2 separate regions of the Mus musculus genome follow, and region 2 is linked to region 1. A link is a contact called in public promoter capture Hi-C data. All regions are on one chromosome and are shown on one strand. The core of a region is the stretch at or near the end of the contact, and the rest is flanking DNA. Distances in the headings are between cores, read along the strand shown.

Region 1 (4,685 bases), core at 885-3,384:
ATTGTTAGTATTGTTTAAAATAAAACTAGTTTGAGCTCCCAATTTACTAGATGTATTTTCAAAATACCAAATCAGCAATAAACTGACAAGTTTCTATCCAACTTGGGGCAGGCATGACTCTGTGTCAAGCAGACTTCCTAGAGAGGGAAGGAGTGTCCTTGGCATTGTCCTGGCCTGCACTAACTGATCCTTCTCTGCAAGGGCTGCTCTTCCCTAGCCTTCCCATGTGAACGCTTCCACTTAGACACGGTAGGAGAAAACACACGGAGCCCATACAGTCCCCTTAAGCTACTAAGCCACAATGGGGACTAAAAACCCAAATACCCTGCACATCTGGTGAGTCAAGCAGGCTGGCCTATGACTTCAAACTAGCTAGCAGCAAAACAGCCCAGTTCCAATCTGAGCAGCAGCTCCTATGGAGACCAAGATGCTCTAGACAACATATTGCTCCAGCAGGTCCTGAGGGAACAGGGATATGTGCTCTTAGCACAAGTCTTTAGAACCAGAGTAAGAGCTTACCACCAGGTTGTTTCTGTGAAACTGTTACAAAGTGCTGACAAACTATTCCTTAAGACTCAGAGAGATGGTATGTGGTACACCCTTATAATCTAATCCCAGCATCCCAAAGGAAATAGAATTGTGACAAGTTCCAAAGCAGCCAAGAGTTGCATAGCTTTTGACATTCTGTCTCAAAGACGTCCTTCCATCAAACCACCTTCACAAAGAACTCCACAATCTCAACTTGAAAGAACGAAGAACCTAAAAACCTTAACCATGACTCTCTCTACACAACAAATCACATTCATGTTGGTCTCTTTCTAAAGGAAATAGAGCATTCCAGTGTGAAGGACAGCACTGCTGTTTTACTGATAATGCCCTAGAACTCGCAGGTCACGGTCAGGACTCGTTTGTGGACGCAGACGTTTAAGCACTCTACAAGCCATTCATCTAGCTGATCAAAGGCTAGGAAAGTTCAAGGCAGGTATCCACGGGATCTGTTACTCACACTGGGCAACACTACAGCTACACAGATGTTTACATCCTCGAAGAAATTAGTCATCAGTAGGTGTACATACAACTGGATTGCTAAGCACACTCACTCGAGGTTTCTAGGACGCACAGTCAGTGTACAGCATTGTGCTAGGAGTCTGACTTTCAAAACCAAACGGGTTTGGCATCAAGGTCCTTACAGACTTCTGTGCTGGCAAGCCAAGTGTTAGCTGCCAGCACTTATTTACAAACAAGCGTAAAATCTAAGCTATGTAAAGTAAACCACTAACTCAAGCACGCAAAAGGGATAAAACTGTACTACCTGAAGCACAACTTCTAGCAAAAGGGAAACATAAAAGGTCAACTTTAAACCCTTAAGAAGGTTCAATCAGGGCATTCCAATTCCCCCGCCATGTTACCTGTTTCAGAATCTCCCTTTAACACACCCCACAGGATGGCAACTCTTGACTCTACTCCACTAGATCCTCAAGAGACCAAAAGTCAACCAGAGTATCGTCCTGTCCAAATGCACACAGCGCAAAGCACCACAAAGCTTAACGCGCAGGGAAGTATCCCACTCAATCCTAACGGAAACAGCTTAGCCTACAAGTCGCCTATGCAACGCAGCAAGCACCTCGACCTCGCAACACAGGACATGCAACGATAGCTACTTCTGTATGACTTTCAGCCAGCACCGATCAACAACAGCCCAACTCCGTATCTTCGGACGAATAGCTAACCCGGAGCAGTCCAAGGACAAAGGCAGAGAGAGCCAAGAGATGTCAAGCATCTCTTGACAGGAGAACGGGCATGCGTCTCCCTCTGCACCCCTGAAAAGACCGTCTGCAGCGGCAGGACTGGTCCTACCTAAACACTCTGTAAACAAGGGGGCCGGGCCGCCAGCCTCCGGGCCCGGCCGCTGAGAAGTTTCCTCGCCTCAGCTGCACATGGCTTGCAGAACTTTGGCTGGGGCCGCGAGCCCAGGCTGGGTGGAAGCCGCAGCGCCGAGCTGCAGGCGGCGGCAGCAGCGGCGGCGGCGGCGGCGACGGCGGCAGAGCAGCAGGAGGCGGAGGCGGGCGGGCAGGGGGGAGGGGAGCGGCTGGGGGGGCGGAGGGGCTCTTGCCGCCACTGCTCTCTCGCCGCCTCTCCCCCCCGGCGGGAGCCGCTCTCAGCCGCTTTGCACTAGTCGCTCCGCTCTCTCGGTCATGTGACCTTAACGTAACCGGACAGGAAAAGCCCCGCCGCCGCCGCCCGCCGCCGCGCCGGAGACACCGACCGCGGCGGCAGCAGCAAGCAGCAGCAGCAGCAGCAACGCGGGGCAGAGGCGGCGGCGGGGACAGTTAGGCCAGGCCGCCCGGCTCTGCCTCCCCTCTCACGCCCCGCCGCGGCCGCCCGCACCGGCGACAGGTAAGCGCGCACCGCCACCGCGTCCCGGGGCCCACGTGCCGCCCCCGGCCCGGGCTCCGGGAAGCAGCAGGGAGGGGCGGGAGCCGCCGGAGCTCGCAAACGGTTCCGGCAGCGGCCGTGGCAACAAAGGCGACGAATGACTCCCGGTCCCGGGGCTCCCGGCGAAGGCAGGCGGCGGGCCCTAGCGCGCGGGGCGCCGGGGCGGGGGCGGCCCCGGCGGGGCGGGGGCGGCGACGGCGCCAGGCGCCGGGGCCCTAGCCGCCTGACAAAACCATCCAGGCAGCCGGGCGGCGGCGAGTCGCGGCCGCTCCATCCGGGGCTTCGCAGGAGGGGGAGGGGACGGAAGCCGAGAGGGCGGGCGCAAGGGGAGGGGGCGCTCCGCGTTCCGGTCCTAGTCGCCGGTGTCTGCTGCCCGCCGCGGCCAAGGGCGTCCGGAGCGGGCGGCTGCCGGTGAGCGGTCCCGCGCCGGAGCCCCGCCAGGTGGGCCCATCAGGTGCGTACTCGGCCGTCGCCTCCCGCCGGGGTTGTTGTCTTCGCCGCCTCGGCGGCCAGGCCGCGAGCTGCGGAAGTGGGTTTGGGGGAGGGGAGGCAGCAGGGAGGGGGAGGGGAGGGATCCGGTCGGACCGGAGCAGGCCCGGCCTCTCTGGCGCGTCTCCCAGCTGCAGCGGCTCCTACAGCTGCTGTCGCTACTGCTACGGCTCCGCCTCCCGCTCGCGGGCGGGGGCGCGCACGCGCGCTTCCGGCCTCGGGTCTCGCGCTGTCTGAGGCTCTCGCGCGCGCTGCTCCCCTCCCCTCCCCCCTCCCGCCCCTCCACCACGCCCCTGGCGCCGGGGCCGTGGCGCCGGCCGGGGCGGTGCGCGCGCGAGGCGTAGGCGTCGGCATTGTGTTGGGCGCCGCGGGACTCGGGGCGCGGGCGCGCGGGCGCGGGCGCGGGCGCGAGCGTGCGGGGCCTAAGGGAGGGGCGAGCGAGCGAGCGAGCGGCGCGACCAGAGTGCGTTGCTCCCCCTCCCCTGGGCCCCTGGGGCGGACCCGGACGCCGCTCCGCCCGCTCCGCCCCCTCCCTTGCGGGGCGGGGCCAAGGCCTCCTGGGCGGGTCTTCGCTGCCTAGGGCTGCAGCCGGAGCGGTCGCGCCCTCCTCTGCCTGTTGGGCCAGGCTGGGAGAGTCTGTGCCGGGGAGTTAGGGGTTTGGGTTGCTGCAGGCGTTAAGCACAAGCTCCCAGACCGTTCGTTCACAGATCAGAGTGCATGCACAATTGAAAGCTGTGTAGGGTGCAAGCTTTCTGTTGCTTTTAGCTGGTAGTGGGTTATAAAGACTCCTGCAAATTAGATCCCGCAGCCGAGCAGTAAGAGGAAAAAATCTTGTGCCTGACAGGCTATTTGCTGCGAGAACTTCCCACCCAACTTCTCGAACAACTTAATCACACCTCGGGGAGTCTCTCTCCCAGTCAGTATTGTTCTTTCCCACCATCATCATACAATACCTTTGGCCCACTTAGCGCGAGCGCCTAGATTTTATTCATCTTCAGGGTGTATTGTTTTAATAAAATATGGCATAAAGAGAATTGATTTGCCGGGCGTGATGGCGCACGCCTTTGATTCCAGCACTTGGGAGGCAGGGGCAGGCGTATTTCTGAGTTCGAAGCCAGCCTGGTCTACAAAGTGAGTTCCAGGACAGCCAGGGCTACACAGAGAAACCCTGTCTCAAAAAGAGAGAGAGAGAGAGAGAGAGAGAGAGAGAGAGAGAGAGAGAGAGAGAGAGAGAGAGAGAGAGAGAGAGAATGGATTTGAGGCTATCGGAAGGGATGAACTCAATGTGTCTAAATGGTCTGTGTGTCCTTCGTGGTTGACACTGTCGGTATAGACCCTGACCACCAGACCAAGGCATTTGTACAACTAACATTTTATTCTGAGAGTCATGAAATTAGAATACATTTTGCAAGTGTGTTAGTCTTAGAGGCAGGCAGATCTCTGAGTTCGAAGCCAGCTTTGTCTACAGAATGAGTTTCAGGACTACAAACCCTGTTCAAAGAAGAAAAAAACCCTAGGACATTTTAATTCTCATTATTATGGTTTCTTACAAACAGAAAAAAAAATCAAATTTGGGGGTGGGGACATTCATAGTAACAGCTTTAGTTTGGTCAGGATATTTGAGACCTTGATAATTTTTAAGAATGTAAATTTTTTAAAGATTTATTTAATATCACACATAAGTACACTGTAGCTGTCTTCGAACACACCAGAAGAGGGCACCAGATCTCATTACGGGTAGTTGTGAGCCACCATGTGGT
Region 2 (4,685 bases), core at 714-3,213, 1.2 Mb before region 1:
CTGACATTTATGTCAGAAAACATTTATATTTCATACACTAAAGTTATAATTACAATTTATGCTTCATAATTTTACCCCAGAAATGACAATGCCATCTTTGACCTGTCTCACACAAAACATCAAACATTTTTGGTTCACTGTTTCTGCTCTGGTTTTCTCCTAACCAAGTCTTCATGCCGAGAGGAAGGAGAAGCAGCGCGTATCTCTCACCCAGGAAGCTTGAATTCCTTCTTAAGCACAGGTGGATTTCCTTATTAAGGCATCTAAATGCTAGGATGAAGGAATGAACTCAGAGAGTAAGATTTCTTTTAATGAGAGTCATCTGTGCTCCAACCAGTGAACAATGAGTTATTTTTCCTATATGAACCTGGAGATTAACTTGAATGGTTTGAAAAGTCAGAGCTGGCTTTTCTGTGTTAGTTTCTCTCTTGGGATGGACTTGCTTTGGAACAATTGACGATTGTTTTGTGATGATCAGTTTCCTTAGGTGCTCCCTAGTTGTTGTCCTCATTTAATAGAAATGGGGACAGCAAATGATACTTTCACAAATACACCATTGACCCATTCAGAATTCAAAGTTACCTTTCTCTTGGCTGGAGACTTATTTGAGACAGAAATAGCATATTTTTTCACTAAGCTTATTATGCTAAATCTCTTAAAGCTTGAAGAAAGCACATTAATTAATAAAAAAAATCAATGAACTAGTTAATTCTCTTCATGCAAATACCTGTGGTAATAGATCGCCAGGGCCAGGTTGCCATAACTGCTCAGTATTTACTAGATGGTTTCCAGAGCCCTGCTTCTAGGCACAGCAGGGAGCCTGATACAGTTTTCTGAGATTACAAATTTATCCACCCTTCACATAATATGGGGTATAGATCTCTTAGTAAACTCCAGTTTTCCTTTCAAGTTCCTTCTGGTTCTAACTTAAACCGTTCCCCTTACTTATACATTTCTTCAAACCGCAGAGACATGGCAATCTCTTTGCACATCCCAGCGCCTGCCTCCTAAATCTGGTCTGGAGTGGATGCTGATTTTGACCTCAGCGCCTCCCTCCCTGCTCTGAGACCTCGAGCTGAGTAGCCTCAGCCAAAGCAAGCTTAGGTGTTGTTTCTCTTCTTTTTGGAACAGGCTTGCATTGCAATAGTATATGCTATTTCTGCTTCCTCTCTTATAGATCCATAATTTCATTTTAATTCCACATTGTCTGTGTCAACACACTCTAAAGCCATCCACCAATAGGTTTGTTGCTTAAAATCACATTGAAAATTAAAAAAGAATAACATTGACAAAAACACAGACTTCAAAACCCTCTGCAGAATACCTTGGCTTCATGAAATAAAATATTTAGCAATACAGTTGCACCCTCTTGGTTTTCACCGAACTATATCTACATGCCAAGAGAAAGGAGCAGTAGAACTTGTCTTTAACACCATCACCTTCAGATAAATAAAATGTAACATTCCAACAAAACCCACATGTTATATTCTTTTAACAATGATGTCTACTTCGTATTTGTTTTTTTAAATTTTCACTTTAAAGAAAATCTCATTTTCTAAACAGTTTTGCAAATGCCAGCCAAGCTGTATATGCCTGATTAGTCTTTAATGTTTCTGTAGCTTATCCTGATGACATTTTATCAGTATATTTCTTGAAGTAAATTCATAAAAACCATCACCAGATAGTTATGGCAAGCAAACTGTCTTAGAGATTCCCAGTGTTGTAATAAATCATGCAGAGAATTTCTGTGCATCTTAAGTTAAAAGCAGTGAAGGCAAAGGTTGCTTACCCCAAAAGTTTTCTGGCCAAGGACTCCCTAAGCTCGTGGTGTTATTAGCCATAATGTCCACAAGAAAAAGAAGCCAGTGTGTCCACAACCAGCAGTTTGATTCTATGCCTTTGTGGTTGAGCAAGAGAAAAATAATTTTCACGCAACCCCACGTATACTTGTGTTTACATAAAAGGAAGTAAGTGTATCATGTTTCCTGCTTTTATACTCGAATTAGCAACTGTTTTTCTTATCTTGGAATTCCACATGGCTCTCAGACACAAAACTATTTCCTTCCCGTCATTTCCTCCCTCGTTGCTAAGTGCCCTCTTTCCAGCCACATCCAAAGCTGTCTGGGGACAAGGGGCATTTTCTTAAGTCTGGGTTCTCTATCTACATGCAGAGGCAGAAAGCAAGACCCTGGCTGCTGCACTTAGCTTCACCTGAGTGCAATGCTGTTCTGCTATAGATGGTGTTCTGATGTTGAAAACCATGTCATGCAGTCAGAGAGGGATTTTCAGAAGCCCATATTCAGTTTCACTCTTTACCTAATATTTTTTGTTTATAAATTACAGACAATAAAATTCCTAGGTAATATCTCCCTGTATCTGGTGTATTAATTTTGAAATGTGTATCCATTCCATTTATTCATACATATTTAAATGTGTTTTTTTTTGGTATTTTGTTACCTTTTTCTTTGGGACTCAAATGTGGGAAATCAAGATCATTTCTATGTGCACAAGTGGGGGGAATGGGAATGTGAGATTACAGCAGTGTTTTAGTGCTTGGCCAGGGATGTTTAGTTTAGTGCTTGGCCAGGGATGCTGTGATCCTGTGGCTTGGGAAAATTATAGTGAATGCCCTTCCTACCTTGGTCATGACAGGGTAGATCCTTTGTGCATCGGGAGACATTGAAAGTAGGGAAAGGAGATGCCAAATGTCACTTCCACCCAGTAAAATTCATCTCTAGGCTGGGAATCTGTAGTGTGCACTCTTGAGAACCCTTGCAAGAACTCTGGGGTGCTGAAGTGTTGTCAGCTGAGGTAACTGTCACCCTTCAGAAGTCTGTTGACAAATTCCTGAGAAGGGTGGGGTAAAGGCAACCTGACCAGTCACTTGGCAGTCCTAATTCTCCAAAACTGTGGTGATTTCTGCTCATTTTTTTTAAAAAAAATCAATTTTCATAGATTTAAGTTAACTACAAATTAGCCAGAGATTAGAATATACACAGCTGTCCCTCTCAAAGAAAATGAAGCAATTACAGAAAACTTGCATCGCTTGAGCAAACAGAAGGACACATTTTTATGATATTTTGGCCAATGTCTATTTCTATGCTCTCCAGTAAATAATCACACCACTGCTCCTGAAAGAAAAGAGGGCTTGAGTTTCAATGGTGCCCTTTGAGGTCTAGTCCTGCTGACAATGTATGCAAAGACAGTACCTCATGAAAACTTGCTGTGTCTAGAGACACGTGTATCGAGACATTCCCCACCTGTCTAAGCAAAGGTAGGGTTCCTCAGTTGCTCTAGATACCTCACGTATATGTTTTATATAACCAAAGGCTACTTAATGTCAAGTAAATTATACTGAAGGATGCCTAGCTTGGTAAGATCTATTCAGACTGATCTGGGAGGGGAAGGGAGGACTCTGGTTTTGTCTGTGCAGGACTGGCGCTTATTCTGTCTCAGGGTTGGGATGGAGGCTGAGACTTCCTGCCATTGTTTTGTGGTCAGCTATCCAGACTTTCTGCCAATACTTTTTCTCACTTTTACAGATGGTCGGAGGCCAGAAGAAAAGCTGGCTTTCTGTCCTTCTGCGACCCTGGGATCCATTTCCCTGTGTTAAAAGCTTGTCCCCAGCTTTGCCTCTTACCCCTACTTATAAGTTGCTTGGTAAGGATTTATATTTTTCCCTGGCACAGACCCACACAAGTGAGTGTTTTTGTGTATTGTGTGACTTTTCAGGTCCCGTGACTTACCCTGTCATGACAGGAAGTTGATTTTTTTTTCTTTACATAAGTGTCGGATCTGCCTTTTTGCTTTTCATTGCTTCTTTCATTGGGTCTTTACTTAGACTAGTGTTCTCCATGAGTCATAACATGAATATGGGTGAGTATTCTTGCCTCAGAGATTCTAGGAATTGCTTGCTGTCTTCATTTAGGCTTTTACCAGAAGTCAGTGCCTCAGTGGCTGCCCCTCGCCATGCTCTTGCCCCGACCCTCTGTGACTACTTTATATAGGACAATTTCCACCTCTCAGCTTTATACTGTGCATCTTAGTCAGTGTTCTACTGCTGTGACGAGACAGTATGAGTTCCTATAAAAGAAGGCAGTTAACTAGGGAAGGCTTACAGTGTCAGAGATTTAGTCCCTTATCACAGTGGGGAGCTCTGCAGAGTGTAGGCAGACTTGGTGCTGGAGAAGTAGCTGACAGTTCTACATCTATATCTGGATCAGCAGGCTGCAGGAGAAGAGGGGAGAGGGGAGATGGGAGATGGGGAGGGAGAAGGGGAGGGAGAAGGGGAGGGGAGAGGGAGAGGGAGAGGGAGAGGGAGAGGGAGAGGGACAGGGACAGGGACAGGGAGAGGGACAGGGAGAGAAGACTGCCTTGAGCTTCTCAAACTCAAAAGCACACTTCCAGTGACATACTTCCTCCAAAAAGGCCACTTGTACTCCAGCCAGGCCACACCTCCTATTCCTTCTTAAGTAAGTGACTAAGCATTTAAATATATGAGCCTAAAAAATCTACCAAGATGAATTCTCAATTCTGAACATCTATCCTCCTGATGCAAGGGCACCCACATTCATAACATACACGTTACTAAAGCTCAAAGCACACATTGTACCGCACACAATAATAGTGGGAGACTTCAACACCTCACTCTCATCAATGGACAGATCATGGAAACAGAAACTAAA

The links. Promoter capture Hi-C pulls out the DNA fragments that hold promoters and counts their contacts.
Region 2: a promoter capture Hi-C map of pre-B cells shows a contact between it and region 1, with 2.4 times the contacts expected there. The contact joins the promoter of Myct1 here to the promoter of Zbtb2 in region 1. A contact is called at or near these places in 2 of 39 promoter capture datasets (liver and pre-B cells) and 1 of 484 Hi-C or Micro-C datasets (hematopoietic stem and progenitor cells).

The regions. Positions count from the first base shown.
Region 1 is chr10:4,385,557-4,390,241 of GRCm38.p6, reverse strand. It overlaps Zbtb2 (zinc finger and BTB domain containing 2), which reads left to right and starts at 2,134. Exons shown (of 3, transcript NM_001033466.3): 1 at 2,134-2,397.
Region 2 is chr10:5,591,006-5,595,690 of GRCm38.p6, reverse strand. It overlaps Myct1 (myc target 1), which reads right to left and starts at 1,963. Exons shown (of 2, transcript NM_026793.2): 1 at 1,790-1,963. The coding sequence starts at 1,841.